Linked DNA regions of Zea mays: region 1 is linked to region 2. The links are chromatin contacts, called in public Hi-C maps. All regions are on one chromosome and are shown on one strand. The core of a region is the stretch at or near the end of the contact, and the rest is flanking DNA. Distances in the headings are between cores, read along the strand shown.

The links. A called contact is a pair of places that touch in the nucleus more often than the background predicts.
Region 1: a contact with region 2 is called in a Hi-C map of ear, with 3 times the contacts expected there. The contact joins the promoter of LOC100280261 here to the enhancer-like site in region 2. A contact is called at or near these places in 3 of 25 Hi-C or Micro-C datasets (ear, leaf and tassel).

Annotation. Positions count from the first base shown.
Region 1 is chr5:31,182,965-31,186,576 of Zm-B73-REFERENCE-NAM-5.0, forward strand. It overlaps LOC100280261, which reads left to right and starts at 1,533. Exons shown (of 9, transcript NM_001153189.1): 1 at 1,533-1,645; 2 at 2,178-2,634. The coding sequence starts at 1,586.
Region 2 is chr5:30,993,491-30,997,035 of Zm-B73-REFERENCE-NAM-5.0, forward strand. No RefSeq gene overlaps it. Among protein-coding and RNA genes, the nearest start is that of LOC100382215, 97 kb to the left of the region's middle. Within about 2 kb of position 1,486, at least 4 of the 20 cell types and tissues checked have an H3K27ac peak or open chromatin away from gene starts, as enhancers often do. A contact at or near this core is called in ear, where this site is marked.

The DNA.
Region 1 (3,612 bases), core at 283-2,782, 190 kb after region 2:
TTTGTGAACATCTTTGTAAGGGCGAGAGACTCCAAGTTGTGGAGATTCCTCGCAAGCGGGATAAAGTAAAGCAAAGCAAAACACCGTGGTATTCAAGTAGGTCTTTGGACCACTTAAGAGGGGTTGATTGCAACCCTCGTCCGTTGGGACGCCACAACGTGGAGTAGGCAAGTGTTGGACTTGGCCGAACCACGGGATAAACCACTGTATCTATCTGTGTTGATCTTCTTGTGATTATTGTGCTTTGCTAAGACTCCTCTCTAGTCACTTGGCATTATTTGTGCTAACTCCTAATCTAGTTTTGTGAGTTAAATATCAAGTTTTTACAGGATCACCTATTCACCCCCCCTCTAGGTGCTCTCAGCGCCGGTCTGGACCAGGTCGCAGGGGTGGTCGTCTAGGGCTTGCTCTAACTATTTGAAGCTAAGGGCTCCTAATATACCTACCATATATATATATATATATATATATATATATATATATATATATATATATATATATATATATATATATATATATATATATATATATATATATATATATATATATATATTATAATTTAGTTTTATTTGAAAATTTAAAAAAAAAGGAAAACTTTCGCTGGCGGCCAAATAAAGAAAGCCGACAGTGGATATGATATTTTCACTGTCGGTTTCTTTAAGAAAAACGTCAGTAAAAATAAGCCAGTGTAAATAGCTCTAGGACCGTCACTATAAAGCTTATGTGTACTAGTGTCAGTGAGTAACTGCAAATACTTCTTTTTTTTGCCTCACCTCGAATCCGTTTTTAACGCCTCGTCGCTCTTTGTATGACCATATTTACGTGATATACATGCATTCACATGGATGCTCATTTCATAGCCCCCTCTCTCTCTTTACATGGTCCTACAACACAACTACAACACACACACCAAACTCTCAAAGGCCGGACGCCAATGACATTGCAGTGTGCAACGCAAGTCTTTGTTGGCGTCATTGTCTTGCCGACGCGTCACGTACGTACAGTAGTAGGACACGTTGCGCGCCCACGCCACACCACACCACGTACAACCGATGCCAACGGCCAACCTAAGGAAGAAGTCGAATGATTGTACTGATACGATACGAGACTGAATTCTCTTTGGTTTTTTTCCCCGATTTTGATTTTTAGTACGACTAGTTTAAAAACTTAAATCTCCTCTAAGATTCTATTCTCGGATACGTATTGAGTGTGTTTCCCATGTTTGACAGCAAAGAAATAGAGGGGATTACTGCTAAATAAGCCCTTCATGAGATGCTACATATAAATTGCAATATTTATAAAAAAAAATAAAAGTAAAATAGAAGGCTAAAAATAAAGATTTTTTTGGAGATACTCTTAGACTGAAGCATCGAGGAGGGCCGCATGCAATAGAGAATTGATGGGCCGAAGGTTACTGTACCTTTCCAGCGGGGCAGAGCCGCACAGTTCTCTCCCCCGGCTATATACACGCGCGCGAGCAGCTCTATAAATTCAGCCAGTCCAAGGCTAGGACGAGATCAGTTGGTAGTTCACCAGAGTTCACAAAAAAATCACAAGCAAGCAGTTGCGGGTGTAGCTCGCAACAATGGCGACGAACCCCGGCCTCTTCACCGAGTGGCCGTGGAAGAAGCTCGGCAACTTCAAGGTAGCTCCCGCCTCCCGGCCCCGGGGCCCCGTCTCAATAACCTGCGTGCGTACGTCCATGGCACAGAGCGGGGGAGAAGGTGAAGGAAAATTAGCAAGTCGTCTTCTGCTCACCGGCGGCGTGCCATGCCATGGCAATCTTGGGCGCACGGTATATGGCCATGAGCGCGCAGTGTCGGAACATGCATGCACGCATGGACTTGCTATACATACATGCATGCACCGGCAGCCGTGAGACCATCTGTGCATGAGTCTTATGCTCCTGTGCATCTCATGTTCCGGCCGACCCATGAGCATGGAAGGAAGCCACCAAAAGTTCATTAATTTGATAGGTCGCGTGTGCATGGCTGATCGACTCTCCTACAGTTCTTTTGTCTTTTGTTTTTACTTCCTGAGAATTCATGGAGTCAATTCGCTAGCCTACAGATCAAGGTCGAGGTCTCGGTCGAGCAGTGTGTGCTGTGTGCCAATCGTTGTCATGGTGGCTGATGACGTACGCTCGTGTGTGTGTGTGTGTGTGTGCATGCACGCAGTACCTGCTGCTGGCGCCGTGGGTGGCGCACGGCGGCTACCTAGCGGCGACCAAGGGGTGGAGGGCGGCCGACCTGGGGTACGTGGCCATCCTCCCGTCGCTGCTCCTCCGGGCGCTGCACAACCAGGCGTGGATCACGGCGTCCCGCCTGCAGAGCGCGCGCGGCCGGCGGCAGGTCGTGGACCGCGGCATCGAGTTCGAGCAGGTGGACCGCGAGCGCAACTGGGACGACCAGATCCTGCTCAGCGGCATCCTCCTGTACCTGGGCTCCACCTACCTGCCGGGGGGCCAGCACCTGCCGCTGTGGCGCGCGGACGGCGCCGCGCTCATCGCGCTGCTGCACGCCGGCCCCGTCGAGCTCGTCTACTACTGGCTGCACCGCGCGCTGCACCACCACTTCCTCTACTCCCGCTACCACTCCCACCACCACGCCTCCATCGTCACCGAGCCAATCACCTGTAAGCAGAAAGCTTCATTTCAATAGTAATTAATACGCCGGCCAAATCGACGACCTGCTAGCTGCCACTAATCAGTCATATGCAAGGTGTCCTCGACCTCAAGCTTAGCTATCGTACACGTACCACGACGGAGTCAATTTATCTCATTTGCATTCTGAGTGAAACAAATAGGTTTAAACCATTATATTTTGAATTACAGACTTCGAACTACCTCCATCCTGAAAAAGGGTGAACACTTCAAGTCCTTAGTCCACCGTCTAAGAGGTTTGTCGGGTTCTTTTTAGTCACCCTCATTAAACTTTAAGGAGTGTTTGAATGCAATATACAAATTAGCTAATAGCTGAATTATTATTTAGCCAGTTTGAATGTCTTTAGCTAATTTTAGCAGCTAACTATTAGCTTTAATACATTCAAACATCTCCTTTAGTCCGTAGAAATCGTATTTGAAAGATCTATTTTAGTCACCCCATTTGGTATTTTAGGGTACACTAAAGTTTAGTAGGTGGCAACGAAACAGCCCCTAAAATACGACCAGATTTTTATGTAAAAGAGCATCAATATTTAAAGCACCAAATAAATATACAGCATCAAATATATCCTATAATGAATCTGATGACATTTATTTGCTATCATGAATAATACCAAATACTCTATGCGAGACTAACATGGCTTTGGCATGGTCCCGACATCGATCGACATCCAGAGTTCGGTTGTCACGTTCCAGTCTAGTGCCTGCATGCAACAAAGACAAAGACCTTTCGAAGGATTTTTACTGACCAGCTGAGTCGGCCAGTACTGGCCGATTAGTAAGGACGAGCAAATCCGGGGACCATTGGAAAGCCAAGCTGCTCAGTTGCTGCATGCAGCATGCCTACAGCTTCCACACAACAGAAGGGAATTAAAAGCAGATCGCGTGCACTGCCGGCCACCACGTACACGTACTTGTAACCGCCGAATCACTATCTCCGTCCGGACAGA
Region 2 (3,545 bases), core at 236-2,735:
CCCAAGTTGTTGCCGTAGATTGATGGGTCAACCAGCGTCCGCAGCTGATCATCTGCCGGTATCCTTCCCGACAGCCGATTGTTCGGAAGGTTCAGAGGGCTAAGAGCTTTCAGGTCTGCAAAGCCCGGAGGAGTCTCCCCTTCCAGTTGATTCAACGATAGGTCCAGGGATTCCAGCAGCGCCAAGTTTCCATTGTCTCCGGGGATATCACCTGGGAGGAGGTGGTTTCTTGACAAGTTCAGGTACCTGAGTCCACGGAGGTTCGTGACTCGTGAGCCCTTCAGGAATCGTTTGCGAGAGCAAATTGCACGACAAGTCAATAGCCATGATGGATGCTATCATCTTGCTGTACGCATAGTTCTCGTTCTTCCAGAATCCAGACTAGCTGGAGCCTGGAGCTGCTCGGAGCACGCGAAGAAATAAACGATCTCCTCCCCATGTTCCTGCTGCTGTGCCATGCCGGTAAAATTCGCGAAGTCGACAGGTATGGGACCGGTGAGCCTGTTGTGTGATAGATCTAGTAGCTGAAGCTGGGTGAACTGGAAAATCTGCTGGGGTAATGGGGTATACTTCCACTGAGCATGTTCGACGACAGGCGAAGGAATGTGAGCTGCGGCATGCTGTAGGCAATCCAACCAGGTATTTCGCCGGTGAAACCGTTGCCGCCAAGATCTAGCGTTATGAGCTCATAACAGTTTCTGGTGATCAAGGGAAGGTTGCCTTCGAAATGGTTGTTGGCTAGGTGTAGAGACCAGAGCGTGGGGCTAGATGAGCTGGACGACGGAGCTACGCCTACGCTGTTGAAAGAGTTGCTGGACAGATCCATGAGCAGTCTAGAGTCTGGGAGATCTCCGTGTATAGTAGGGCGTTGTTTGACAGGTCTAGGATCTTGAGGAAGCTAGCACTACGCCACTACAGAGTAATGTCGGCATGGTGCCGGTGATGTCGTTGGAGGAAAGGGCGAGGATCTCAATTTCGGGGAACGAAACAGCGTGGTGGTGGTAAGAAGGTCGTGTGCTTGTCCAGTCAGGCCGGCTACAGTTTGACAGGTCGAGTGAGAAGAGTCTGGAAAAGTTCCTGAATGTTAGAGGCAACGAGCCCGACAAATGGTTCAAGCTCAGACTCAGTTGAAGGATCTGAGGGAAAAAATTTATCGGCGAGAAATTTCCGAGAAAACCGAAAATCGCGATTATCAAAAGAAAATCGAAAATCGCGGTTACCGGTAGAGTCCGGTTTTTTTCCTTCCCGCTCAAAATTTTCATCTCTTTGAATTCAGCCGGTCTAATCATGTTCGTATGTATTTAGGTTGTGAATAAAAGGCCCAAAACACTACTCATATATAAAAATGGAACCCTAAATCATCTACAGCCGTCACCTGCTCCTTCACCAGCCAGCCGCCGCGGCGCCGTCCAGCTTCAGAGCTTCTCCCTGTGCGGCTGTGCTGCTGCATTTGTACTTCCGTGCAGCTCCTCCTTGTACGGATGTGCTGTTGGCCTGCTGCACGCCTGCACTAGTTCTTCACGTGCGCCCTCCACAAGACAGGTACAGGCATACAACACTACTGTATTTCTTGTATAGCTTGCTGCATTTCACTTGGTGATCTATTCTACTGTCTGCTGCGCAAGGGAGGCTAGCAGCAAGCGTCGGACAACGACGAGCTAGGTGAAGGAGTAGGCACTGTCCCTGGACAGCGAAGATGAAGTGCACGTGGTTGACCATCCTATTGAGCGTTGTGTTGTTACTCATGTAGAGAAAGGAAAGACCATGGCTGATGCCAACACATCTTCTAGTGGTGCTGATGTGGTGCTTGATTGACATGATAATTGCTTTCATAATGACCTTACTTTTGTTTTCTATGTCATGATTGTACAGGTCCTACCATGATATCCATTATTAATTTTATGATCTTTTACAATGGGCGCATGTTCTTCCACGAGTCAGTAAATGCAACTGGTCTAATTTAAAATTTTGATTATATCTATGGAATTATTTCTAATGTGGTTGCTGATATTGGGATAAGCATGTTGTTCAGATCATCACTGATAATGGCTCAAACTATGAAATGATCTGTCAAGACTTCACAACAAAATATCCATATATCACATACCATAAATTTAATGTTCAAGGATATAGGACGATTTCCTAATGTTGCAGAAGTAGTGAATAGTGCAACGAGAATTTGTAGATTCTTCTATAATCATAATAGGTGATAGTTCAATTCTGTTTTGTCATATTTCATTGTTGTTTTGTCATAATTCATATCCATTGCTGCTTTTCATAATTTATTGTTATTTTTATTGTAGGTTACATGCTATGATGCGAGAGAAAATTGGTGGAGAGCTAGTTTGGTGGAACACAACTAGGTTCGGTACTGTTTTTATTTTCCTGCAGAGTTTTTTGGACAGAAAAGATAAATTTAAGTTGTGGATGGCATCACCTGATCAGCTGATTGGGAGAACTGTAAGTGGGCTGGTGAAGAAGATCATGACTTCACATATGATTGTTTGACAACAAATAAATGGTGGACTAACATGGAAAAGATTTTGAAAGTTGTGTCATCAATCTACTTTGTACTTTGTTTAGCTAATCAACAGAAGAGTGTGTCTGTTGGTCCTTGTTCTCAAATGTTATACATGAAGAACAAGACAACACAATTGTCAATAATTAGAGACATTCGTCCTCTGAAACATTATCTCGTTTTGGATATAATGGTTTTCAAACGAAGGTCATGAAGGTCGTACCTTCATCATCTCAGTGAATAAATATAAATAAAAGTACATGAAATACAAAACAGTATAAATAATGATTATAAATCAGTAAGCTATTTATATTCTCATTTTATAAACATTGATAAACATCAATAATATTTGTATTACATTTATACCTTCGACTTGCCAGAGGGTGAGGATGAGAGAGTGACGTATGAGCGATTACAATCCAGCGTGAACAGTACGGGAGTACTATTCATCTATTTATAGGCATGGATATAACCCGGACAAAATTACATTCATGTCCCTGATTACTAATTGTAATCATAATGCGAACTATTAAGGACTAGATAGTCTATTCCTCCTTAAGTCGGTATCGTCCTTCGCCTTCATCATAATACTAAGTCGAAGCTCCTTCAGTCATAGCTTCGGCTTCTGTTCGCATCATCTTCGGGTTATATCTTCATGTCGCGTATACCTTTGTAGTATTTTGCCGAAGGTGTTTTTGCTTTGAGGACCTTCGGCGGGAAAGAAGACTCTCAACAAGTACCTTCTCCAACTTTGTGTAATTTTTCTTTGAAGGGCTGAGTACTTCGGAAACGAAGTATACCGGTGCTTGGTTTTTTACCTGGCCCTCTTGTTTCTCTTATAAAAGTGTTGCACTAACCGCAGCATGGGAATCAGCCACATATAGAAGTAACAGAGCTCCTGATGAAGGTGAGGTTAGAGTTGTTAGATCTATCAAATACTGCTTTAGCTCTTTGAAGCCTCTCTGCTGAGCTGGACCCCATTGGAAGACTTCGGCTGATTTTAGTATTTCAAATAAAGGTATATTTC